Regions from separate parts of the Mus musculus genome. Here all the other regions are linked to region 5. Evidence: chromatin contacts called from public Hi-C, HiChIP or PLAC-seq, Micro-C and promoter capture Hi-C data. All regions are on one chromosome and are shown on one strand. Each heading gives the region's core, a stretch centred on a gene start, on an enhancer-like site or on the middle of the called end of the contact. The rest is flanking DNA. Distances are from core to core; before and after follow the strand shown.

Region 1 (4,273 bases), core at 1,302-3,801, 600 kb before region 5:
GGTGAGGGCCAGGTGCTAATACACTAATCTGAGAGGTAGTGGCATTTATGAGGACAGGGACTATGTGGGTGGGTGGGAAGACAGGACTCTGGATAGACTTGGAAGGCTACCTGACAGATGTGACCATGAACTAAAGGAGTCAAGTATGTTCCCACGGTTATTCTAACCGTTAGAACTGCCAGTAACTGACCAAGGGAAAAGGAACCTGGTGGGAAAGTCACAGGCTGCTTTAAGAACCAGTAAATCTGAGAAATCCGTCAAACATTCCGATGCAGAGCCTCTGTGCACACAAGGTGCCTTAGACTCAGGGAAGAAGTCTGGCTTAAGAGTTACCAAGTTAAGGTCTATATAATGTTATTTAAAATCAAAGGCCAGAGCTGGGCATGGTGGCAGAGGTCTATAATTCCAGCACTTGGGAAACTGAGGCAGAAGATTTTGTCTTGGGTAGAGATGGACTACATAGGACTATCTTTCTAAATAAATAAGTAACAAAAATCAAGAGATCAAATGAGATACTCAAAGAGCAGATAGGAAAGAGGTTAAGAATTTTATTAATCATGAGCTAGGAGACTCTGGACTCACTAGAACCAAAGAAGTGGAGGAGCAAAGACGTGAGCAGAGTCAGGGGAGACTCAGTGCTTCATGGACAAGAGGGTGGCTGATCTCCAGAGAAGAGAGAGGAAGGCTCAGAGTGTCTACTGAGGATGTAACAATGCCATCACCAAAGACCTTGACAGTAGTTTTCTGGGTGACTGCACTGGGGGGAAACTTGATTGTAGTAGATTCTAGAGAGAATGGGAAGAAAAACAATATGGAGATAGTGTATTTAAGGAACCTTTTGTTTTCTCATTTAAGTTAAATACAAATAACTAATACTTAAACTGTCCAGTTAAATGCGAATGTCTACGTTATTGAATTTACCATCATAAAACCTTTGCTCTACATTTAAGAACCAGCAAATGCTCAAACCCAGGAGCCAGGCTGCCAGGAGAGGCGACCAAGATGTGGAAGAACTTAGCGAGTTACAGGAACTCAGGCACTGCTGAATGTAAAGAGAACCAGTTTCAGGGAGTCATTGTATTGGGGTACTATCAATTTTAACCTAATTTCTAGTACAAACACAACCATTCACAGACCTCTACAACACACACGAGCATCAGCTCACTATACCAAGATGCTAACTGCGCAAATTTAAGCTGGGCCCTGGACACGTGATGCTTTAAAATTACAGGATTATGGAATGGGAAAACCACCACAGCGTAGCATGGATGAAGAATCACTGCGTATTCATCTGTTTAAACAAAGCACGACCAAAGAGTCAGGGCACTCTAAGGGAGCACCCTCCCTGACGCAGGGGAGGACAACAGGAGAGGGAGGTCTGCAGGGGAAACCGGGAAAGGGGATTACATCGGAAATGTAAATAAATAAAATACCCAATAAAATAAAAAGGAAGGAAACTTATTAATAAAGCCAGTGTATCAGAGAAAGATTAGGGGCTGGAGAGATGGCTCAGTGATTTTGAGCGCTTGTTGCTCTTATAGTGGACGGAGGTTCAGTTCCCAGCACCTACATGGTACTCACAACCATCCTTAACTCCAGTGCCAGGGGATAGAATACCCTCTCCTGACTTCTGTGGGCACCAGGCAAGTATACGGTACAAAGATACATAAGTAGGCAAAACATTATTCATACTATGAAACAAAATAAAGAAAAACATTTAAAAACAAGCCAAGTTGATTTTCTGAAGCACTACGAACTATAAAACTCCTGATTATAACCATATTAAACTTTACATGAATAGTTTCAAATTCTAAAATAATATTATTTGGACATTTAAAGATGAACGTTGGGCCAGGGATATAGCCAAGTGGAAGAATACTTAGTGTAGCAAGGCCAGTACTGAAAAACAAGCCATCAGAAGGCATGCTGATGCCCTCTTCTGTTGTGAAGTCATATGGACAATAAATCCAGCATGGAGACTATCCACCCCCCTTTAACATTAGCATTACCTTGTGTGTAGGCAGCATCATCAGATCCCATACTCAGTTTCCGGGCTTCGCTTATTCTATCCACATGTGCTAGAGCCGGGTCTGTGAGATGCTGAATGTTCTCTGTTTCTACATAATGGTCAGGATGATTTAGAAGATTTGTAAGTTCAAAGGTTGGGGAGACCACCCCCGGGGAAACAGCAGGGGGCTTATTGGGGGAAACTGTAATTTTGAAAGTATATTTTGTGTTGGGTTGAGTGACCACCACTCGAGGAGACGTTGCAGAGTTACCACCTAACACTCGGCTTTTGGGTGGATGGTGATGGATAAAGGCAGGACCCATGCTCACTTGCCCAGACATGTTCCTGGAGGCTGCAGATGGCCCAGAGTTTGTAGATATGAAGAGTGTCGGTTGATTCCGCATGCCTTGCTCATCTCCTGCGGTGGCATTGGCTGAAATATAGACCTTGGGTTGACTACGGGAGATCATCTCATCAGTATTTGGAGGACTGGCAGCTATGTAAACAGTGGGCTGATTTCTATTTAAGGTCTGGCTGTTGACCAATGAGGAAGTGCTGGCAGTTCGAGGTCCAGAAGAACGTAATTTTGAAGAACTGTTTCTTTGTGGGGGTTCAAGTTTGATTTCTATCTGGTTCTTTCGAGGTCCTGTTGAAATATTCTGAATGTTATATTGGCTATGGGCAGAAGACTGAGAGCTCCCAGATGAGTGAATGGTTGGCGGTTGTGGAGTAGTTGGCGAACTGATAGGCATGTAGACATGAGAGGTCTGATGGCCCTGCTGATTCGGCTGCTGGGTTGAGGTATGTGGCAAAGGATTGGATGCAGGATAAGTAGTCCAAGGTCCAGGCTGTGAAGGTTGATAGGCTTGCTGAGGGTTCATGGGATTAAACTGAGACACCCAGCCAGAATGTTGTTGTGTCTGCCGAGCTGTACCACTAGGAGTTGTAATATAAGGCCTAATATAGATAGAATTTCCCTGTGGACTGTTCAGTACAGGCGGAGGTACACCATGTATGTGCAAAGATGTAGGAGTACTACGGCCAGTCTGTATGTTTGGGGCTAAAGTTACCATAATAGGATTGAACCTGGGAGTCTGTTGAGAAAGGTTTGATGTCCCTTTGCTGCCTAGGTGAAATCCAAGATGCGGTGTTGAGTTTGAAGCACCAGATGTACTGGGCATTCCAAAAACATTAAAGCCTTGAGGAACTTGAGCTGGTGCTGTCTGTGGCTCTTGCTGAAACAGTTCGTTATTGGACTGCCCACCGTGAAGCTGTCCATCACTAACGCTGTGTGTTAAAGTCCTGCTTCCATTCACTCGACTTCCTTCTCTTCCATGGTGGTAAACATTCTGTGACTGCAAGTCCAAGTTGAGAGAAGTCATGTGATTGCGTAGACCAGAAATTCCAGACTCATCTGAAAAATTCAGGTCTCCTTCACCATAAAGATACCTTGTACTCTCCTGAGAGAGAACAGCGCAGCAGGCATCCAGGTTATTATTGTTCTACAGAGCAAAATAAGGACAGGTTAATCTTAGTCATGAGAAGTGAATACACAGACTATCATTACCACAGAAATACACAACTAACAAGTGAACAGATACTATAATCACAAGAGACATCTTTTGATTTGAGAACTATTTTAGGTTTATTAACTCTCACTATTAGTGTAATGGAAACATTTACTAGTAACAAATAAATGTAAACCAAATAAATCATGGTCTAAGAAGCTACTTAGTAAATGGATGGATCCAAATACAGTAAAATGCAGCCTAATTAAAATACAATTTTTACAATGAACAAAGTAATCAACTTTAAGAATATAATAAGGTATAATTAAATTTCTTTTTAAAGTGAAATGATAAGATGCAAAGTTCTTCAAAGCACTTAAAAAAGAAGTGAGCATTTATAGAGCCAATTGTTACACGGTTCTACCTGTGCTTCTTCCTCTTGTAAAACCATCCACAAATGAAATATAAGCACAAAGTAGCCAACAAAAGAACTGAGTTCATGTCTCTGCCTTCAACAGAGCCTAACAAAAACCCATTCCAGAGCAATATGCAGAAAGAAGCAAAACCCAAAACAAAGTGTTTTTAAACGAAGTACCACACCATTGGTCATAAATTCTCCAGAAAAATACTTATTGGAAATCAATCATATATGCAGCAATCTTTGAGCTTGTGGAAGATTTGAGTTTTCATCCCACTAAAGAGCCTGTAACTCAATCAGGTTGACAGTTTTGGAAAATGGCAGTGGTCAGTTCTCTCA
Region 2 (4,459 bases), core at 934-3,433, 860 kb before region 5:
ACCACAAATTTGGCTACAAAAGAGACTTTAAAAGCTTGACAGATCACAAATGTCTACCACAGCCAAGTGTCTACTGTGATAACCTCTTAGGGGGAAAATTACCTAGTCACAAAATTCATGTTCAGAATGTTTTATGCTGCAATAGGAGGCACTTAGCTCATGTTATCAAATTTTATAGAACATTTCTTAATCCTGGGCTTATGTGTAAGCCACAAGAACATAAACAACACTTTACACTATTGCCTCAGTGTTTAAATATCTATTTGCTTTCAGATATACTTCTACAAAGAGAATGTTGACAAAGTTTGATAACATTTAGCTATCTAAACATACTTCATTGCCTTTCATTAACATCTAATGTCTATTTAACTATGATTCTTAAAATGTGATGATTAATATTAAGTACCAAATGTCCTACTTATTTCTCTCATTCACTTTTTTTTTTGTTTTGTTTTTGTTTTTGTTTTTCTAGACAGGGTTTCTCTTTATAGCCCTGGCTGTCCTGGAACTCACTTTGTAGACCAGGCTGGCCTCAAACTCAGAAATCCGCCTGCCTCTGCCTCCTGAGTGCTGGGATTAAAGGAGTGCGCCACCAAACCCGGCTCTCATTCACTTTTTTGTACCTTACATAGATCTCAGCATTTAATGCAAAGGGGATTGGCATTCCTGGGAGGGGTGGGGGTGGGGGTGGGGGTGGGGATGACTATTGATTCTTTGAGAAAATTCCATTGTTTAGCGTTCCAGCCCTCACGGTGATTATGAATAGAGTTGAGAAGTAAGATAAATACCTCAAAGGCTTAAAAAAAAAAAAGAAAAAGAAAAAGAAGAAGAGAAAAGAAAAGTCGCAAGAAAATTAAAAACATCACCCAGCAGACTATGATTATTTTTGAAAATTGGTGGCAAAAGAAGCTGTGAATTCTGATCAGGGTGAGGTTATGAACTTGCAGCTCTTCTTGGTCTCTGAGCCAGACAACAACACTATTTCAATTTAGAAAGGAAAGTGACACAGCATTCATTCTATCCTGAAACTATCATCAAAGGAAGCAATACAGTGACTACAGAAAATGCTATTCTTTAAAAAAACAAAAAAAAAAAAACAAAAACAAAAAAAAAAACAAAAACAAAACAAAAAACTTTTCAAACGCGCTTTTAAAAGCCAATGAACACTCTTGAAAAAAAAAGTTGGAACATTTTATACACACAATGGTCTGCTGGATTCAAAGACTCCAAACAAAGTCTCTTAGGAGCAGCATGCTCTGACAATCCCTCGCTCCCCCGCCGCCCCCCCCCCCCCAAGGGCCTATACTTTGGACAGCAACCTGAGAAACTGCTCCCAGCAACCGCAATAGTCGGAACCTCCTCTCCCCTCCCCTTGCTATCAGACAGCAGCATCTCCCTCCAAAGGAAAAAACAGAGGGCGGGGGAGGCAGAAAACAGAAAGCTTGCAGGGAATCAACCGAGAACAGTGAGAGAACCCGTAGGCCGAAGGTGGTGTCCCCTCGGTGCTAGTCCAGTCACCAGAAACAAGCCTGCACTTCCCCACCCTGAAGTCACGCCCCTCGCTAGTGGGACCGCAGACTCCAGCAACAGCCCCGCCACCTGTGCCGCACCCAGTCCCCCGCAGCCTGCGAGGAGGCAACTGCCCGTGTCCCACCCGCAGCAGCTCCCTCTTGGCTACTACCCTCTTCCCATCCACATCGCCGAGTGACAGGTCCCGGGAGAGGAGACTGCAAAAACGCACGGCGTTCCGAACTCCCGGTGCAACCGCGCTGCGACGCCCTCCAGCAGGCGCAGGGGTGCAGACCGAACGTTCCGGATTGTCAGGGGGGGACAGCGTCCAGGCCCGGCCCTGCTCCCTGGCCCACGCCGGGCGGGGGTGGCACTTACTGCGGAGGTTGTGGATTAGCTCCGAGTGGCTGGCGCCGCCGGATTTCCAGGCCATCGCGAAGCACACCCGGAGCAGGTACAGAACCACCTTCAGCGCGGCGACGGTCCCTAGCAGTTTCCCCAAGAGTGAGACCACCTCCCACACGGTCACCGCCCCGCTGGTGTCCCCGCTCGAGCGGCCGCTGTTACTGCCGTCGCTGCCACTGCCGCCAATGCGCGCTCCCGGCATCCCCCGCGGCACGCATGCGCTCTGTGACGCCGCGCAGTCCGGGGTGCGGCCAGGCGGGGCCCGCGGCGGGGGAGTCCTGGAGCCCAGTAGCGAGCGGGGGCGATAACCAGTGCTCGGTGGCCGCAGCGAGGTCGCACAAACGAACGCTGCTCAGTTCCCCTTCCTGAGGCCTGCACCTGCCTCCGTCCTGCGGCCGGCGAGCTGGTGTTCTGCGTGATGAGGCTCCTTCCTAGCCGCGGCTCTGGCTGATGCGGGATGGCGGGTCCGACGTGTGCCGCCTTCTTGGGCTCCGCAATCGCCACTCCGTCAGCTGTTGCGAGCGGCCGGTCTGCTCCTATGGCTGTCTAGATTGCTAGATGGTGTGCTGACTCCGTCTTGCCTCGTCCAACCCGGTGCACTAACCTAAGGCTTCTGGATGGGGCCAAAATAATCATTTTAACAGAGCCCAAGGGCAAAGGGCCTCTCAGGTACGAAGTCCACTAGCCTATGTCTCAGCACGGTCCTGATGAAGCAGAGGCTCTGGTTTGTTTTCAGCTCTGAAGGCATAAATTCAAGGTGGAAGAATACCGTGACATGGAATTGGGGGTAGGGATGCTTCCCTGGTTAAGAGCAAAAGTAGCCGAGAGCTATAATTGGTTACAAAATAAGCTCAGTACCCTGTGGTGGAAGTGTTATTCTTCCTACCCAAGTATGAGTTTCAGCTTAAGCTCACAAATTCCATCCTTAGACTGGACACCAATTTTACTGCTTTCATCTCTGCAACATTCTAAGAATTGACAGGAAACACTGTCTGCCGCATCCAACGTGTGCTAACTTGAACTGAGACACAGCCATGACTCCAGTAAACTTTCAGGAAGGAAACGAAGATAAGACACCTATGCTGTGCTGTGATGTCAGGAGCAATTTCCAAATTACAGTTCTTACCAAACTTCATCAGTTGCAACACTCAACCTGCATCCAACCTGAAATGTCTATCACCTATTTTCATGACTCCTGTAACTAACTATAAATGTCAGTGTTGTTCAACATTAAGAGTAAAGCGATGAGTTTTAGACCGTCCGTTTTTTTCCTACCCAGTACCACCTGCTCTTCTAGTCTGAGTGTAAAAGTTCATTAGAATCTCCTTGTGCTTAGGTACTTTCATCTGACTGCTTTTCTGTATGGGTCATGATGTTTACATCTGATGAGTTTAATCCAAATACCTTTTCCTGCTCCTCAGTCCATAAATATCACTCAACCTCAGCTTAGGTGAAGTGGTCCAGAGATGACCTTGTTTTCTCCATTTTCAAATGATTGGTCACCTCATAAATTCTATCTTGCAAAACCTATCATTTCGGTGACTGGCATTTTGTATGGGGAAAAGAAATAGCCAGGTTGGGTAACAGTCTTGCTGCTGGAAAACGAAACAAAACAAAAATCCTCAAGCTCAAAAAAAAAAGGGGGGGGCAGGCATGGTGGCACACGTAGGAGGCAGAGGCAGGCAGATTTCTGAGTTCGAGGCCAGCCTGGTCTACAGAGTGAGTTCCAGGACAGCCAGGACTACACAGAGAAACACTGTCTCGAAACACACACACACACACACAAAAAAAACAAACCCTCAAGCTCTTTATAATCTAATAACTCTCACATCATGACTCCTTTTAAAGAAACAGCCAACACAGTTTGGAACTCCTATAATATAAAGGAGAATAGCAATACTGATAAGTCTTTCCTCTTGTATTGTAGAACTTACATCCTAGTCATGGAAATCTGATTAGAACACCACTGGGCTGGGGTGTGGCAGAGGTCTTGCCTAACTAGTGGAAGATCTTAGGTTCCCTCTTGCACACCATTAACAACAAACAGCAGAAAAAAAAAGAAAAAATAAATAACTGTGAGTGCCATTAATGACCTAGATAGTAGTGCTACTGGGTTTAGCTAGAACAACGCAGACTGCAGCCATCAGGAAAAGGTACACATGGGTACTGAGCCTTGAAGGGTGGACAAGATTATGCAAAATAGGAGTGGAGGAATATCATAGGAGTTACCAAGAGCACAGACATACCGTAGGAATGGGAAGTTGCCGAGTGACACAGTTCTCAGCAAACTCATTGTTAATTATGTGTCTAAATGAACTCACCAGGTTGACAAAGCAAGAAAAAAAGCCGAACGGCCTGGAGAGATGGGTCAGCAGTAGAGAGCATTGATTGCTCTTCCAGAGGATACTGGGTTCAATTCCCAGCACCCACGTGGTGGCTGACAATCCTTTGTAACCCTAGTTCCAGGGGGAATCCTAGACCCTCTTTTTACCTTCTTGAGCACCAGGCTAGCGTGTGGTGCACACATGTATGTGCAGGCAAACAT
Region 3 (4,329 bases), core at 23-2,522, 730 kb before region 5:
GTGAGAGGCAGAGAAGAGAGATGTATTCACAATGGCTTCATTGCTTACCAATGAAGCCATTCATTGATTGAACAAATCAGTCCAGTGACTTATCAACTCCTGCACAGCTATATCATCTCCATGTGTTCTAGCCCATATCCAATGATTTTCTAAACTAGAAGACGGTAACAGGTGCAGGGTTTTTGATTACACCCTTCTAAATGGGACCAGACTATAAATAAATTCATGTTTCTTTACCATCTTCTGTTTCCTAAATTCCTTGGAATATACGGAATAACACATGCGTGGTGAACACTTCTAGCCATGAAATTGCTTCAAATACTATTTTTCTTAAAAAAAAAAATGTTTACTTTTAAAAAGTCCTTTCTCCTCATCTTCCTGGATATGCCTATGATCTGTCATATCTCTGATTTTCACAAGTACACATTAAAATGACATAAAAGGGAATAATCTGCTTGATTAGAAAAGAGTATACCGGGCTGGAGAGATGGCTAACTGGTTAAGAGCACTGACTGCTCTTCTGAAGGTCCTGAGTTCAAACCCCAGCAACCACATGGTGGCTCACAACCGTCCGTAATGAGATCTGACTCCCTCTTCTGGAGTGTCTGAAGACAGCTACAGTATGCTTACATATAATAAATAAATAAATCTTAAAAAATATTTTAAAAAAGTAAAGAGTGTACTAAAACATGGAAATATGTTATCAGCATAAAAAAACCGGTAGTTTTTATTACATATCTCCAATGTAAGACTGAAGCCTTTGTATTCTAATTTGTTGCACAAAACCTCTGTGCTGTTAAGCCATGTCCAGTCCTGATCTACACACACTAGTATGATCAAAATCTACAACAACAAGAAAAACCCCAAACCAAAGCTTGTTAGTCACCTTTTCTTACAGCTTTCACCGAGCAACTGATGCCTCGGGCTTGGCGATTTTGATGGAGAGACTATGGAAACCCCAGGGCAACCTCTTCCAAAGGCAAGGGGAGGATGTGCCGCCGGCTTGGAGGTTTCTCAGCTCTCGGATGCCTCCGCTATTCCTACGGAATGGCCCTCTTGAGATACAGGTCTTTATATGGGTCACCAAGGGCGGAAGAGAGTCCTCAAACAGCCTCCACAGCCAGAAGACAGCGGGCACCAGATAACAGCTGCCGGGCCGAACGAGCCGGCCATTAGGCCGCGGGAAATCGCGCCTCCGAGGTGGGCGACGGCGCCCGCGGCTGACGCCAGAAGCCGTCGCACACGTCGTGACGTAAGACGTAGGCGCGCGCTGGTTGCGCATGCGCCTGTCATTGCCGGGGTGTTTGTTCCTGCGGAGGAGCCGGCGCCATGGCGGTTCTCTTGGAGACCACTCTGGGCGACGTGGTCATCGACTTGTACACTGAAGAGCGTCCCCGGGGTGAGACTGGAGGCCTTCGCGACCTGGCGGGGCCGTGAGCCCGCTGCCAAAGTTCCCTTTTCTTCGCTGTTTCTGGCTCGAGCTCAGTTTCATAGCAGGCCTTGGTTTTGTGTGTGTGTGTGTGTGGTGTGTAGAACTGTGGCTTGTGGGTCTGGGTGAGGTGTAGCTTTCGTGGCTATGCTTTCTTTACTCGTGAAAGGTAAAGAAAGGGTTAAATACGGTTTGACTTGACATCATTTGTCATGATGAAAGCAGGTAGGAAGTTGGCTGGTCTGCAAGGCGCCAGGGATCAGCTAGAGTTCAGGCGTCTGAATGTCCATTGAGGGAGGACGAAGCGAGCTCCAGTTTTAACTTCGAGTCCTAACAGATGGATGTGCACTTTGCTATGCAAAACAGAGAGGTGGGAAGAAGCCACATAAGAAACCTAGCCTTTTCGAAGATGAGTGTTAGATAAGGTGTACTTAGCAGTTTCTTTGGAGTTTTTCTGGTAATAGAAAGAAATCTGGCATTCTGGAACGAATTGGTATGTGAAATGAAATAGATGCCACTGACTTCCAGTCAGGCCAAATACTGGTAGGCCAGGTCCTTAGTAAGTCCTCTTTGCCATGTTGTTGGTTTGAACACTTCAGGAGCAGGATTATAGCATGGCACACTTGCCTTGGAGAGACACTAGGCTGCTGTGTGGAGAATGTATCCTTTGGGAGAATCGGGAAACTGGGAGAGATTAGCTACAATCATTGTCCTTCTCCCGTGGAATGCAGAGATTACCACAGAATGAAAGAAGGTGTGCTGCAGCACTGCACACAGGGAGTGCCTCCTGCCTGCACACCTTCTCCCATGCTCAACTGTTCCTCCCCTCCCTCACAAACCCTACACTTTCTGTTGCAGCCTTCTATATTCTTACTGTTGCCAATGCCCACACTCCTCTCCACTCCCTATCCTTCTGAGAACTTCATTTCCTGACTATATATATGTATATATATCCATGAATATATATGTGTATATATGTATGTATGTGTGTATGTATATATATATATATGTATGTGTATGTGTGTGTGTATGTGTGTATATATATATATATATATATATATATATGAAGAGCTCAACTAAAGCATGAGCTCTTCAGTGTAACACTTAGGTCAGCTACAGTTAGTCTGTTTCTTCTGTTTTGTCTGCAATGGTTTTATAAATCACAGCAGCACTCATGTTATTAGAACATGTACTTACTGTCCTGGAACTATGTGCATGATTGTCTCCTCCCAGTGATGTGCTTCAAGGAGAGCAGAAACTGTGCCTTAATATCTCCATTATCTTAAGAATCCTGGTACAAGCTGGGCAGTGGTAACACATGCCTTTAATCCTGACACTCAGGAGGCAGAAATAGGTAGGTGGGTCTCTGAGTTTAAAGGGTGAGTTCCAGGACAGCCAGGGCTACAAAGAGAGACCATGTCTTGAAGAAGAAGAAAAAGAAAAAAGCCTTGTACAGCATCTGCCCTGGTTTTCCTGGAATTCACTCTGTAGGCCAGGCAAATTCACAGAGGTCTGCATAGAAAAACCCTGTCTCAAGAAACCAAATGTGTGTGTGTAATAGTTATGTATATATAACTACTTAAATAATATAGATGGTATTATTAGAAATGCCTAGTGTCATTATTTCATGTTTAGTTGTGAGGACCTTTGTTGTATTTTTTTTCTCTCTATTTTTGAGGCTGCCTTATTGTATATCTCACATGTTTTTTGTTTTTTATTTTTTTAATTAGGTATTTTCCTCATTTACATTTCAAATGCTATCCCAAAAGTCCCCCATACTCTTCCCCCCAACTCCCCTACCCATCCACTCCCACTTCTTGGCTCTGGTGTTCCCTTTACTGAGGCATATAAAGTTTGCAAAACCAAGGGGCCTCTCTTCCCAATGATGGCCGACTGGGACATCTTCTGCTACATATGCAGATAGAGACACGAGCTCTGGGGTTACTGGTTAGTTCATATTGTTGTTCCTCACACTAGTTTTAAATTCATGGTTCTGATTCTTCTCAGGCATATGCCATCATACCTGGCTATGACACTAGTTCCATCAATAAAAATTTACCAAGGGCAAGGAGCCTCATGTATTTAACTTTCTGTGTGGGTTCTTAGTGCTTTAAGAACTTGTTGGCATGTATCTATGAGTCCTTCACGGGCATGAGCTATAATTTAGCGATGTTTCTGATGGCAGTGCCAAACACCTAGAAAGCTGTACTAGTTACTCTTCTATCGGGGTGACAAAACACTGTGACCAGAAAGGGACTCATGGAAGCAGTTATTTTGGATTATGGTTCCAGAGGGACAGTTCATAATGGTGGGGCAGGCACAGCAGTTTTTGGCTGAATTAGGCAGCTGTGAGATCACATCTTTAGCACAGCACACCAAACAGGGAAAGTGAACCAGAAGTAGGGTGAACCTGTCCCTAGTGATGAATTTCCTTTGGCAAGGCTCCCATCCTAAAATGTCCAGCTCACAGAACCTTTGTTTTTCTTTTAATAAAAATGCAAAGTTAGATTAAATTGTACTAATTATGCTGTCACTAATTTGTCTAAAACTGATTTTTTGCTTTCCTGTAATTTAGTTTTTACTTTCTTTTCAGCTTGCTTGAATTTTTTGAAGCTGTGCAAAATAAAATATTACAACTATTGCCTCATACACAATGTACAGGTGAGTTGGTAGGTCTCAGTCATGCTCTTAGTTATTGGAAACATGTAGTAAACCATGAATTAACAAAGAATTTTGTATATTCTAGAGGGATTTTATCATACAAACAGGAGATCCCACGGGGACTGGCCGCGGAGGAGAGTCTATATTTGGGTAAGCTCCTATGTGTGTATTTTAGTTAGCGTTTCTATGCTATAATGAAACACTATGATCAAAAGAAACCAGGAAAGGAGAGTGTATTA
Region 4 (4,515 bases), core at 97-2,596, 790 kb before region 5:
AGGAGAGGTTATAGAGTGAGACTTTGTCTTGAAACAGCAACAAACAGGTATGTGGGAGTAGGTGGATGGGTGGAGGAACATCCTCATAGAAGCAGGGGGAGGGAGGATGGGATAGGGGGTTTCCTGGGGGCCAGGGTGGGAAAGGGGATAACATTTGAATTGTAAGTAAAGAAAATATCTGGATGGCTCAGCGGTTAAGAGCACCGACTGCTCTTCCAGAGACCTTGAGTTCAATTCCCAGCAACCACATGGTGGCTCACAACCACCTGTAATGGGATCTGATGCTCTCTTCTGGTGTGTCAGAAGACAGTTACAGTGTACTCATATACATATAATAAATAATTCTTAAAAGAAAAGAAAATATCCAAGGAAAAAACAACAACAAAACATCACTGAGGTATAATTTACATAAACTCAAATTACAACTTTCATTTCATGTGTAAAACTGTACACCTGGGAAGACATCTCCACTACAGAACATCATTCCCAACTCCTAACTAACTCCCACCCGGATACTTCTGATTAGTTACTACAGATTCATCCTGTAGGTTCTAGGATTTCCTATATATTTAAGTATACCATATACATTCATTTTGCACCTTTGAGAAGCTTTTAAATTATAATCCGGTTTTATAAATTAACAGGCCTTTGCATTTGTATAGATTATAAATCCATCTCTTGGAGTAATTGATCTATATCTCTCTAAGTGGTCTTTTTTATTCTTGCTGATGTGCTGATTATAGTTTTCTGTGCTCTGTGACACTAACGTTCACATCTACTAGAGCAGAAAATATATTTTCTATTTTTGGTGAAAAATTTAGAAGACTTTAAACCCTGTAAAACATTATTTCATATATGCAGTGGCTTGCCTGCATGCATGTATGTGTACCAGTTTGTGCCCTGTGTTTTGTGATATAGGAAGAGGGTGATGGATCACCTGGAATTGGAAATAAAATCTCACCCCTTAGCATGTCTTGAGAGTATTCGCGTTACCCTGACACATGGGTCCCAGGCTTCATAATCCTAAGTACCGGGCTCTAAAGCAAGATTTGTCATAAACGAATTGCTTGAGCACTGACACTCACCTGTAAGAGAGCCCCTGACCTCCTAACCTCAGAGCAGCTTAGTGTAAATCTCCTGCTAAGGCAGAGTGAAGAAGCCCTGGGAAGAGATAATGGTCCACAGAGTAAGTACTGAAGTAGGCGGGGTATTGCCAAGTCCTTCGCCCCGCCTACTTTCCTTCCCCACGCCTACTCCCATTTCCTAGCCGCGGCGCACAGTGCGCAGAAGCACCCCGAGCTCGGCCACGCCCCTCCGCAGGTTCCGCCTGCGCGCGCACGCCCGTAGAGCACGCACTTCCGGGGCGTGTCCCCGCCGGTGCGGGAACTATCCTTTTAAGAGGGGCTTTCCCGGTTTCATTTCAACTTGGTCCCGACCCGGAGCTGCGGCGGGTAGCCTGGGCTGCGCTAGGTGAGTGCTCGGGCCTCCAGGCTCCCTGTTCCGCCCCCGCGACACCCGACCAGGGAACGCGTTCGAAGCTTTCACGCCCCCATCCCGAAACTTCCGCCTTGTAAAATCCCCAGAGCCTGGAGGTTGGGGTTCAGCTTCTTTTCGTACAGTTTGTTAGGTTGGAGTTGTACTGCTTTCTGGTGGCTTACTTCTTTCTGTTGTTTCTCCTTTGTGTTGGCCTTTGTTTTTAGTTTTAGATTTATTGCTATTGTTGAGTATGGTGTAGATGTGGGCGCGTGAGTGGAGGTCAGAGGACAACTCTCTGGGGTCGCTTCCCTCCATCCGCCTTTACGAGGGTCCCAGAGTTGAACTCGGGTAGCCCGGCATGCTGGGCAAATGCCTCTACCTGCTGAGCCCCCTCACCGGCGTTTGTTGTTTTGTTTTTGTTGCTTTTAAAGGTGATAATATTGACGTTCTTTCTCTCTCTCCCTGGCTGTTCTGGATCTCGCTCTGTAGACCCGACTAGCCTTCCTTTACCTCCTGGCGCTGGGATTAAAGGTGTGTGCAACCACGCCACTCTTGGGGTTAGTTTCTTAATCTGAGAGCCTAGTGTTCTCATGAAAGCTTTTGGCTTTTTTGATTTGGCGCTGTGGAGAAAATTTATCCCAGGAAGCATTTGTTTCATTCAGTATGTGGGTTCAGTGGCATACAAACGAAAACTTGTCTTTCTTTCTTTCCTTTCCTTTCTTCTTTCTCTTTTTTCTCTTCTCTTTTCTTCTCCCTCTCTTCTCCCTCTCTTCTCCCTCTCCTCTCCCTCTCCTCTCTCCCTCCCCCTCCCCTCCCCCTCCTCTCCTCTTTCTTTTCTTTCCTTTCCTCTCTTTCTCTTTCTCTTTCTTCTCTTTCTCTTTCTCTCTCTCTCTCTCTCTCTCTCTCTCTCTCTCTCTCTCTCTCTCTCTTTCTCTTTCTCTTTCTCTTTCTCTTTCTCTTTCTCTTTCTCTTCTTCTCTCTCCTCTCCCTCTCCTCTTTCTTCAGTGTCTCTTGTAGCCAGAGCTGGTCCTTAACTCCGGATCCTTTTGCCTCTGCCTTGTACTGCGTGTAGGCTAGGCTTGTAACTGTTGCCAGCCCTTATTTGTTTATTTATTTATAGACAGTGTCCTTTGTAGCCTAAACTGGCCTGAACTTCTGAAACTCTTGCTTCTGCCTGGTACTGGGATTACAGGCGGCTACACTTCCCCCAGTTCAAGCTTTTATTTAGTAATCATTAGTACTTTTTATGTAATTAGCTCCCAAGAGAACAGTGATGCCTGCCTGCCTTTCTTTTCTCTTTTCTTTTCTTTTCTTTTCTTTTCTTTTCTTTTCTTTTCTTTTCTTTCTTTCTTTCTTTCTTTTTTTGTTTGTTGGTTTGTTTTTTTGTTTTTCGAGACAGGGTTTCTCTGTGTAGCCCTGGCTGTCCTGGAGACCAGGACTGGCCTCGAACTCAGAAATCTGCCTGCCTCTGACTCCCAAATGCTGGGATTACAGGCATGTGCCACCACTGCCCGGCTGATGCTCGTTTTCCTTGACGGTACAAGTGTACAAGGCAGTATAGAGCAGAGGCAAGAGGATCCGATGCTGGAGTGACTGGGAAGTAAAACAAAAATAACCCTACCATATTCTTTCCACAAAACCTAAAAAGGAATTTCAAAGTCTAATTTCTTTTTGTCTTTATCATAATTCCATAATTGCTACACAGTCACTACTATTTTCTTTTAAATATTTTTTTACTCTTTGAAAATTTCATGTATTTACACCATGTATGTTGATTGTATCCCTTCAACACTACCTCCAACACCACCCCAAGTGTTTCCATCTCCCCAACTTCAGATCCTATGTTGTTTTATTAATAAATTCCCATTGTTATTAATAAGCCTTTGAGACCAGTTAGTGTTGTCTGTGTGTACATGGGTGGCCAGCCGGCCAGCGTCTGTGGCTCATAGGACTGTGACTGTTCTTGTCAGCCATTGACTGCCAATAACTAATTCCTCATATTCTAGAGGTAAATTTCCTGAAATTACTTGTGTGTCTCTAGTACATTTGAGGGTGCTTTGCCAGCCTGCGTTCAACTCCTGAAACCAGGAGGGTCTACTCCACACGGTTACTTGTCCTCTGACCTGCACATGCACTGTGCCACACACTTTTTTTTTTTTTTTTTTCAAGACAGGGTTTCTCTTTATAGCCCTGGCTGTCCTGGAACTCACTTTGTAGACCAGGCTGGCCTCGAACTCAGAAATCCGCCTGCCTCTGCCTCCCAAGTGCTGGGATTAAAGGAGTGCGCCATCATGCCTGGTTTGCCACACACTTTTTGTTTTTTCTTAGAAAGAAAGTCTATTGCTAGTATTTCCTCCTTGTGTATATATTTGAAACAGACTGTCATATAGTCCAGGCTGGCTCTGCAGCCGGTGATGACCTCTGCCTTCACTACCTCAGCTGCTCATCTCCTTTTGTCTTTTTATCTTCAAAGCAATTCTTTTAAAATGTGGTGCTCAACCGGGCGTAGTGGTGCGAGCCTTTAATCCCAGCACTTGGGAGGCAGAGGTAGGCGGATTTCGGAGTCCGAGGCAAGCCTGGACTACAAAGTTGAGTTCCAGGACAGCCAGAGCTATACAGAGAAACCCTGTCTCAAAAAACAAAAACAAAACAAAAAGAAAAACAAACAAAACCATGGTGCTCTGTAAATGGTTCTTGAATGATTAACCTGTGCATGGTTAGAGTAAAAATAGCAGTTCTCAGTGGAGTCCAGCCTTACATACCTTTAGAAATTAGACAGCTATGATGTCCTGTTCAGATGTGGACAGGCTATGTCGACCTATGTATATGTGGACCAGGACCAGGGAGGGCCTCATGTGAGGCTGGTGGTTAGATCTTAGTGCTCAGTACTTGGATTTGCTGCCTCTTCTGGAGCTCTTTAGTTACTGGTTTTTCCAGTTGTACATGGGCGTGTGGGTGTGGGTGTGTGGGTGTGTGGGTGGGGGTATTTCATCTCTTTGTAGAGGAACTTGTGCAGATATTAAGATTGCTTGATACAGC
Region 5 (4,208 bases), core at 1,252-3,751:
CATATTCATCAGGTCTCGCATACCAGAACAGAGACTCACATAATAAAACAGGTGACTACCAAAGACCCTGAACTTTCTCGATTCTATCCTTCAAACACCCTTGCTTCTCAGCACACCTGTGTTTCCCTTTTCACATAAAGGGTAAGAGAACCACAAAACTGTAAGAGCCCCTAATTACACCATGAAGAGCCAAAGCTGTAAAGCTGGAGCTCAAAGGAAAGCACTCCTAGGATAGAATGGGTCTTCCAGCCCCACCCAGCACAGTTCCCTCCATGCAGCAGACCGCCACACTTAACTTAAAAGGAACTTTTGGTGATGGGTGACACACAATCAGATTCTATGGAAGAACAGCCCTGAGCTTCATCACTTCCCAATACTAGTGGGCACTAGATCCTGATAGTGACGGTGACGTTACCAGGAGCAAGAGCAGGTGTCTGAAAGCACGGAAGATAAGACTCAAGACCCAGAAGGCAGAATGGCAGAGAATGAAGAGGTTACACTCACCAATAAAAAGGGCTTATTAACCCAAAACCATAAAGCCACATGCTAAGAATTGTGCTTCGGAAATTTGACCGAGGCAATATTTTTCTTTAATCTTCCGTATCAGTTCTTGTGAAGTCACAGTATCCCCAATGTTTTTACTGAAATGAGATTTTAACTCTTAAAAATCCGAGCTTCTGTCCCTGGAAGCAATGCAATTTTATCAGTTTACACTACTCCCAAACACCCTTTGTTGGTGTGGTTTTGTGGTTTTCTTGTTTTTCCTTCCAAACAGGCCTGCTGTTACTAGACCTGAGACTTCTGTGAGACCTCTTTCTTTTTCAGCCACGAACCAAAAGGGAAGGGACCTTTGAGGTAACTGTATGAGTCTTGGGCAGCCCATTCTGGTCCCAGCACTTTGATGGAGTCTCCACCTGAACTGACTCTGGACCTGCAGATGACCACGGTAGGTTCTTCCACTCAAACCACCTCAGAGACAACCCCCGCACGACCTCTCCTGGCCACAGAAGTCAAGGAATTTACACCCTCCCTCAGCCAAGGCACAGGAGCCAGCATCATCCCTGGGACCTGAGCGAGTGCTGGCCAAGCCTTGGCACTCAGAATCATGGATGAGAGAGCAGCGAGGTCATACCTCACTGAAATCTGTTTTCTTGGGTTCCAACCTCTTCCTTTTTCAGCCACGAACCAAAAAGAAAAAAAAAAAAGTTGACTTAAGACACATACGGGGCGGAATTTCGAAGGCGGCACAGTTGACTGGCACCTAGAAACAGCCCCAATTTCTCCCGCACTCTCGCTGCAGTCCGCGGGGTGCGCAGGTGCTGCCAAGGAACAAACCAACCTAGGGAAAGACTGGAATCACCTGGGCCAACTCACAAACGGGGGACCCAGTGGATAGAATATCTAAAAGTGACTGGAAAGCGGGGTTAAACCAGCCCACACAACTCAGAAGGGAAAAGCCAGACGGGACAGGATTGTAAGTTGTTAACCACATCCTAGAGAGGACTGTGCACGCACCGCCAGGCCAGCATACACACAAATATTCACAAACATGCACATGTCTATTCTGCCCCAGTTGGAGTGGCGATTCGGGGACAGGTACGTGGTGTCCGGGCTTGGGACACCTGCCCGGAGTCCCCCGTCGCTGCGGGCAGCCCAGAGTACTGTAGGAAGCAGGCGCTCCCAGCTGCCTCACTGAGGGATGCTCAGTGGCATCCCACCTGGGGAGCCTCGGGGACCGTGGTGGCCGTGACAGCTTTAGATGTTCCCCGCTTATCACCCTTTCCCCGAGTGCCCAACTTTGCGGGGCTGGCGCAGCCCTTCCCTACCCAAATACTGCCGCAGGTCGAGCAGGAAGCGAGGGGGTCCCCCGCTGAGCTGGTAGAAGAGGGAGCCCAGGCAGAAGACCAGCAGGGTAGCCATGCAGAAACCGTAGTCCCGGAGGGAGAAGCGCAGGAAAGGCAGCAGCGGGATCCGGCGCTTGCAGCTGCCCAGGCACGGAGGGGCGCCCCCCACAGGGGCCCCATGGGGCCAGGGATCCGTGCCGCCGCCGGGATGCTGCTGCTGCTTCTTCTTCATCGCCGGCTCCGCCGCCTCGAACAGCCCGCCCCGGCCAGGAAGAGGTCACCCATCCGCCGCCAGCCGGAGCGCCTAGCCGGCTGTCTGCACATGGAGAGGGACGCGCTGAGGGCAGCCGGGTGGGGGCGGGGAGGGGCCGAAGTTGCCGGGCTCAGGGTACTCTGCTCGTCTTGGTCCCCACCGCTCGCTGCGGCCCCAAAGGGCCCAAAATGTCCCGGGCCCCGCCGTGGGGGTGGCGATCGCAACCCACGCCTGGTCGCGCGTCCTGCTAGCAGCCCCGCGTCCCGTAGCAGCCCTGCGCCCCAAGTCCCGCCGCGCCCCGGGCTCGCTCCCGGCTCGCCTCCAGCGCCAGCGTGGACCCCCCGGGCTTTGTGTGGGTCGCGGGCGGTGTGTTTGGTCCCAGTTCAGGCTCGGCTAGCTCAAGGCAGGGAGGATCGGGAGGCGGACACCACCCTCTCGCTCCACCTCCTTGACAGGGGCTTCCCTCCCTCCTCGCCTCTCCTCCCCTCCCCTTTCTCTCTGGCGCGAGACGGCCCGCTCTCCTCCCTCCCCGGCCCTCCCTTCCCTCTCCAACCCTGGGCTCGACGCTGGACTCGGTGTCACATTACGGCTTCTGCTGGGGCGGGCAGGGAGGGAGGAGGGGGCCGAGGATCAGCAACAAGGAAGAAAGTTTTTGGGTGCGTGGATTTTTTTTTTTTCCTCCTCCATTCTCTACAATCTGGTCTCGGTTCCTGCGCTACCAGCGACCTCTTGGGGCCCGCTGACTTCCCTCTCGTAAACAGTCGCCTTGGAGGATTTGACTACGTTTGTCTTTTCATTTGGGGAACTTGATTCTCTTTCTATATCCCAAGCGACCCACCTACCAAAAGCCGATATAAAATGTGCTGGGATATGGGTTCAAGACCTAGCCGGGACGGTAAAAGGCAAGAGGTGGGTGGTTTCGGCAGAGCCAGGCATAGCTCACGCCCTTGGCTCAGAATCAGAGGGCGCTTTTTTCTTGCCCTCCCTCGTCTTACAAGCACTCCACTGAAAACAAGGGTACTCCACTGACTGGAGGAAGACCTTACAGCAGATATAAAAGGAGAAGGCTCTGTGCCTTCACAGACCTGTTTCACCATCTCTCTTCCCACCGCTGGGAAGTTTCTAGAACTGAAAGAGCCCACGGAGCTTCCCAGAGACCTATCCGAGAACAGGGCTGCTCTATCAAACACACTTAATCGTTTTTGTTTTTACAAATCACCAGATACACAAGTGATATGGCCTAAGAGTTACATTGTGATTCCAGTGTCCTAGATTGTTTTTCTGTTGCTGTGATAAACATCATGACCCAAAATAACATGGAGGAAAAAAAGAATTTGTTTGGCTTACCAGTTACAGTCCATTGTGGAGGGAAGGTGAGGCAGGAGGAACCTAGAGACAGGAACTGGAGCAGAAACTGGAGAAATGTGCTTACGCGGGTTCTAGGTTCACCTTCCGCCGTCTTTCTTGTACTGTCCAGGGCCACCTGCTTAGGAACGGCTCTCTGCCTGCTGTGGCCTGGCCCCCCTACATCAATTAGCAATCAAGAAAATGCTCCCCAGACAGGAGCAAAAAAACAATCTGTTGGAGACAGTTCTCCAATAATGTTTTTCTTTTCCAAGCTGAGTTAAGTTGGAAACAGAAGTGACATTTAGTGACATAAGCAGGTAGGTAGGACTGTGAACAAGACAGATATATTAACCACTGCAGCATGACACTGGGCAGATTTCTTCATGGTTTCCCTGGGATTAGAAAACAGCATTTAGCTCAGGCCACACAATTCCGATGCCTCTCAACTCTGATCCCCAAATCATTCTAAATAGTCCAGTAATCAGGAGATGTGGGGCAGTTAAGAGCCTCATAGCTCCACGACTGTTCTCCTGAAAACTTTTAAAACATTATCCATCCAGAGATTATTCCACAGAAAATTGAGAAATGGGATCCTGGGAGCAAGAATTCACAATTAGAGGACAGAATGCATGATGGTTAGTTTTAAAAGTCACATGTCACAACCTAGAATCACGGGATAGAATGTCAATTAAAGACTTGCCTACACTGGATCAGCCTATGGGAATACCTGTGGAGGACTGCCCCGTTGTTATTTAATGTGGGAG
Region 6 (4,143 bases), core at 1,063-3,562, 650 kb before region 5:
GGTTCCTCCACACCCAGAGTTTATAAAGAATGGGCTATGTTTCCTCTGCTTACCTGCTGGTGTCTTAGATCGTCAATATTGACCCTGCATCTGCCTATATGAGAGGCATGGTGTAAGAGGACAGGGTGGAGGAGTCTGCCTTGGTTTCTTGGTCTGTTGCTTTGATAAAATGCCCTGATTGAAAAAAAAAAAAACAAACAAACAATTTAAGGGGGTATTTAGATTCATGGTTCCAGATTACAGCCCATCATAGTGAGAGCAAGTCATCGTGGTCAGAGGCTGAGGCAGCTTGTCATGTCTGCAGTCAACAAGCAGAGAGTGATAAATGCTTTGGCCCAGTTCACCTTGACTCCTCTGTAGACAGTCTAGGATTCTAGTTCTAGGGAATGGTGCTGCCCACAATGGATGTATCTTTCCACCTCATTTAACCCGATAAAGATACTCTCTAACAGGCATGCCCAGGGCCTGTCTCCCAAGTTATTTTCAGGAAGTTGACAGTTGAGATTAACCATCATCAAGCCCTAAGCCTCCAAAGGGCTTACACAATTCCCAAGTTTCCTAGGAGTTAACTGTTAACTCCTTGGACTTTCTCAAACTTCTGTGAGAGTGATGGGGAGGGGTGGGAGGCCAAGCATTAAGCTCTTCTTTTCCTGCATAAAAATCACCTAGGAAGTTGTTAACATGTAAATTTCAGGGGGGAGGGATCTAATTCTGCCTAACAGGGGCAGCGCAACGCTTCAGTCTGCATTTGTGTAGCAAGCTGTAAGATGATTCTGAACCTACTGGCCAGCACCACATTGGGAGAGGCTGATGTGAAGAGATGTTGTGGTATATGTACCTTCTTGGTTGCATGGTCATACCATGCGGGTATTTACTCTCTTGGGTGGCTCAGGCCTCCTCTCCCAAGCCCCCATATAGATACCAGTGGTAAGTCCCATTCACTCTTTTTTTTTTTTTTTTTTGGGTTTTCAAGACAGGGTTTCTCTATAGCCCTGGCTGTCCTGGAACTCACTTTGTAGACCAGGCTGGCCTCGAACTCAGAAATCCACCTGCCTCTGCCTCCAGAGTGCTGGGATTAAAGGCGTGTGCCACCACACCCGGCTGTTTTCACTCTTAAAGTGGCCCCTCTGTGGTTATTTTTCAGGTTCATGCCTCCTGATGACCCCCTGGGCCGCCGTGGACCAACACTAAGCAACTTCCTAAGCAAGAAGCCAAGGCCCCCAGAGCCATCCTGGCAACACTGTCCCTATGGTGGGTAGCACCCAGGTTTTGTGGGCTCTGGCAGCACAGTGGGAAGCTCTAACCTGGCAGACAAACAACCTGGCTTCCAGCCCGAGCAAGCTCCACCCTCAACCAGTTACCTGACGGGGGGACGGGGACGGGGGACACTTGCATTTCCGGACTGCAGTTTGCCAGCAAGGATACTCAAAGGATGAAGTGACACACCCATAGGGTTGGATGTAGAGCCACACTCAGAGGGATACAGCTGTATCCTCTGCTCTTATTTTATTAGATCCTTCACTGCGTCCTTGGTACAGTATATTCTTAACCTGCCCCACTGTCTGCTCTACTCCCACCCTTACCAAGTTGGTCCATATTAGCCATTCAGAGTTAAGGGCTTCAATCCAAGCTCCTTCCCTACCTGCCTTGTCAAAATATTTAGTGCTCCTGACTTTTGTGCTTATGACCTTGTGCTTGTTCATCAAGACATGAGTGACATTCAAAATCGTTTCTTGTTAGAACGAATATGATTATCCTTCTGGGCTGGCCCAGAATGTCGGGTTGAAGCGCTTGGGGTTAGATGGTCAATTATTTGGTACTTTGCCCACCCGTCAGAACAGGTATAGGGAGAAGGCATGTGGCCATTAGTGGAAACCCAGGCAGTGCTAGATGCATGATCTTCCACCACCCCTCCTGCGGGCTCCATTCTTAAGGTCAGGACCCCCGGGCAGGTAGAGGGTAAGGGTAACATGACTTAGTTGGACCTCAGACTATGCTCAAAGAAGTTCCTGATGGGTTACTTACTCAGCTGACCTTGGGGGTTACAGAGCTCTGAGCACTGTCTTTCAGGGGGTGGACAGCAACAGAGTCAGAGGCCTGGGGAAGGGCATGGCCTAGGCGTCATAGCCTCTGCTCACCGCAGGTCTCATCCCACGCTCCCTCTGTCCTGCCTCTTCTAGGCAAGAAATGCACCTACGGGGTCAAGTGCAGATTCTACCACCCCGAGAGACCACACCATGGGCAGCTGTCTGTGGCCGACGAACTCCGTGCCAAGACGCGGGCCTGGCTGGGTGGTGGCGCCGAGGAGCCGCGGACACCGAGCGCCCGGAGCCGTCCTACAACAGCCCGGCTGCTTCCCCAGGAGCCCGGCGAGCACGACCTCCCGCCAGCCCCGCAGCCCGCGGTCCTGGCAGCTTTGAATAGGAGCTTCGCTCGGCTCACCTTCAGCGACACCGCGGCCAGCGGCGTCGTGTCTCAGTCTCGTGGGCCGGACTGGATGCCCACGGGTGTCCCCACGTCCTGGGCCCCACCATCCCTTCGCGCGGGCAGCGCTGCCACCATAGGGTTGCCAGGTATGCGGAGCCTCCGGACTCCGAACAACCCGCTTTCTCCGGGCGATCTCGGGTCTCCAATCTGCCCACAGGCCCGGCTGTCGGAGAGACACCGTTCCAGGGACATGCACAGTGACCTGCCTCCCCAGCGCAGACCGCTGGAAGATCCGTGGGCTCTCCTGCCCAGCTCCTATTGTTATCTGAACCACTCGGTCTGGTCCGAGTCGGCTTGGGGTGAGGACATCTTTAGAGGACCTTCGGAGTCAGCACAACCTGTCGCCAATGGTGGGGGAACACGCCCTGTGCACTGCAGCTTCTTCCCACCTGACCAAGACCACCCTGTGATGGCCTCGGGTCCTCCGCTCTCCGACATGGCTCTGCTCACCCTCCTGCAGAGATCCCAAAAGACCGGTGCTCCGTTGGGGGATCCTTAGGAGACAGGTTCATAACATTGTAAGGGGTGGTGGCCCAGGCTTGACTGGCAGCTTGGACGGGTGGGATACAAGACGCTTGTTAGTCTGGATGTGTCATTAGGTTGGACGCCGTTTTCTTCAAAGGTAGTCGGTGGAGACTTCTTTCTCATCCTCAGTGGTGGATACCCGTGGGGACCTTGGGGATGCTCCCTGAAGCCAGGACCTGCTGCATGGACAGGGTGATTTCTGCTGTGTTTGGAAGGCTTTGTCGGGAATACATCTGTATCTGGTTCTAAGCATCTACAAATGTTTCAGCTGGTCATCACCGCTAATCAAGGAGATCAAGCTGAGTTTGATATAAACTCTTGTTGTGTAAGTGTGTGTGTGTGTATGTGTGTGTGTGTGTGTGTGTGTGTGTGTGTTTAGAATTCTAGAAAGCCATGAGAACTTAACATGTCATTGTAGTTGAAAGATTGAAAAAGGCTGGTAAATCAGTCTTGACTTTTGTGGTGCCCAATGATGTTTAACATACATGTTCAGGTGACACGAGAAGGAAGGCATTGCTGCCTGAGTTTACAAGTCACTATTGATAATTTCACTCATAAGGGAACCCAGCCTTGTTGTGTAAATTTTACTGTGGGGCTGTCCCAGGGACACCTGATCCCAAGGGTCTTCTCACTGGGGCTTTATTCTTTTTGTACATGCATACCATATTACCCACACATCACAACACACACATACACACACACACACACATGCATGCACATGTACACATGCACACGGCCTTGCTTAAGACTCAGCCTGGCTCTTTTTTTTTTTTTTTTTTAATCAGCCTTTCTTTGTGGTGATTTTATAAACTCTTCTAAATTGCACCTTACAGAGATAAGATTCCAGTCTACCCACCACCCCCTCAAAAAACAAAAACAAACAAAAACAAAAACAACCCAAAAACCCCAGCAACAACAAAAATCAGTTTTTGGGTGGGTCAGCATAGATTTGGATTCCGGCGGAGTTTTTTGCAACTTCACTTAGTTGTGTCTTCTAGATAACTTTGGCTCTGGGTTTTGGGGGAAAAGAAGCTCATTCATTTACAAGGGACAAGAAATGATACGGTGTTTTCGGGGCATGGGCCCAGCATCCTGAGGGACCCCTAGCATCTGTAGGCAGCACCCATATGT

The links. Promoter capture Hi-C pulls out the DNA fragments that hold promoters and counts their contacts. A called contact is a pair of places that touch in the nucleus more often than the background predicts. HiChIP or PLAC-seq counts read pairs in DNA pulled down with a chosen protein or histone mark.
Region 1: a contact with region 5 is called in an H3K27ac HiChIP or PLAC-seq map of microglia, with 4 times the contacts expected there. The contact joins the enhancer-like site here to the promoter of Ust in region 5. A contact is called at or near these places in 3 of 115 datasets of contacts at active chromatin or transcription factors (astrocytes, microglia and stem cell-derived neural progenitor cells).
Region 2: a contact with region 5 is called in a Micro-C map of embryonic stem cells, with 6 times the contacts expected there. The contact joins the promoter of A630066F11Rik here to the promoter of Ust in region 5. A contact is called at or near these places in 2 of 484 Hi-C or Micro-C datasets (CD4 T cells and embryonic stem cells) and 1 of 115 datasets of contacts at active chromatin or transcription factors (bone marrow-derived macrophages).
Region 3: a contact with region 5 is called in an H3K4me3 HiChIP or PLAC-seq map of stem cell-derived neural progenitor cells, with 3 times the contacts expected there. The contact joins the promoter of Ppil4 here to the promoter of Ust in region 5. A contact is called at or near these places in 4 of 39 promoter capture datasets (the C10 cell line, embryonic stem cells, hippocampal neurons and 1 more), 3 of 484 Hi-C or Micro-C datasets (CD4 T cells, cerebellar granule neurons and embryonic stem cells), 8 of 115 datasets of contacts at active chromatin or transcription factors (astrocytes, bone marrow-derived macrophages, effector CD8 T cells and 4 more) and 3 of 9 other capture datasets (adipose tissue, liver and pancreatic islet).
Region 4: a contact with region 5 is called in a promoter capture Hi-C map of hippocampal neurons, with 4 times the contacts expected there. The contact joins the promoter of Katna1 here to the promoter of Ust in region 5. A contact is called at or near these places in 3 of 39 promoter capture datasets (the C10 cell line, hippocampal neurons and pre-B cells), 2 of 484 Hi-C or Micro-C datasets (CD4 T cells and Th1 cells) and 2 of 115 datasets of contacts at active chromatin or transcription factors (astrocytes and bone marrow-derived macrophages).
Region 6: a contact with region 5 is called in a Hi-C map of nephron progenitors, with 2.2 times the contacts expected there. The contact joins the enhancer-like site here to the promoter of Ust in region 5. A contact is called at or near these places in 11 of 484 Hi-C or Micro-C datasets (Th1 cells, bone marrow-derived macrophages, cortical neurons and 5 more), 10 of 115 datasets of contacts at active chromatin or transcription factors (astrocytes, bone marrow-derived macrophages, embryonic forebrain and 5 more) and 2 of 9 other capture datasets (embryonic stem cells and liver).

The regions. Positions count from the first base shown.
Region 1 is chr10:7,917,105-7,921,377 of GRCm38.p6, forward strand. Tab2 (TGF-beta activated kinase 1/MAP3K7 binding protein 2) reads right to left here. Exons shown (of 7, transcript NM_138667.3): 3 at 2,010-3,510. Among named protein-coding and RNA genes, the nearest start is that of Tab2, 37 kb to the right of the region's middle. Within about 2 kb of position 2,552, at least 10 of the 459 cell types and tissues checked have an H3K27ac peak or open chromatin away from gene starts, as enhancers often do. A contact at or near this core is called in microglia, where this site is marked.
Region 2 is chr10:7,661,188-7,665,646 of GRCm38.p6, forward strand. It overlaps A630066F11Rik (RIKEN cDNA A630066F11 gene), which reads left to right and starts at 2,184. Exons shown (of 1, transcript NR_030698.1): 1 at 2,184-3,436. Pcmt1 (protein-L-isoaspartate (D-aspartate) O-methyltransferase 1) reads right to left here and starts at 2,421. Exons shown (of 8, transcript NM_001347228.2): 1 at 1,888-2,421. The coding sequence starts at 2,116.
Region 3 is chr10:7,791,622-7,795,950 of GRCm38.p6, forward strand. Ppil4 (peptidylprolyl isomerase (cyclophilin)-like 4) reads left to right here and starts at 1,273. Exons shown (of 13, transcript NM_026141.3): 1 at 1,273-1,399; 2 at 4,023-4,090; 3 at 4,176-4,240. The coding sequence starts at 1,330.
Region 4 is chr10:7,724,654-7,729,168 of GRCm38.p6, forward strand. Katna1 (katanin p60 (ATPase-containing) subunit A1) reads left to right here and starts at 1,347. Exons shown (of 11, transcript NM_011835.2): 1 at 1,347-1,470.
Region 5 is chr10:8,516,324-8,520,531 of GRCm38.p6, forward strand. Ust (uronyl-2-sulfotransferase) reads right to left here and starts at 2,502. Exons shown (of 8, transcript NM_177387.3): 1 at 1,827-2,502. The coding sequence starts at 2,076.
Region 6 is chr10:7,865,084-7,869,226 of GRCm38.p6, forward strand. Zc3h12d (zinc finger CCCH type containing 12D) reads left to right here. Exons shown (of 6, transcript NM_172785.3): 5 at 1,145-1,251; 6 at 2,181-4,143. The coding sequence ends at 2,986. Among named protein-coding and RNA genes, the nearest start is that of Gm24726, 19 kb to the left of the region's middle. Within about 2 kb of position 2,313, at least 42 of the 459 cell types and tissues checked have an H3K27ac peak or open chromatin away from gene starts, as enhancers often do. A contact at or near this core is called in nephron progenitors, where this site is marked.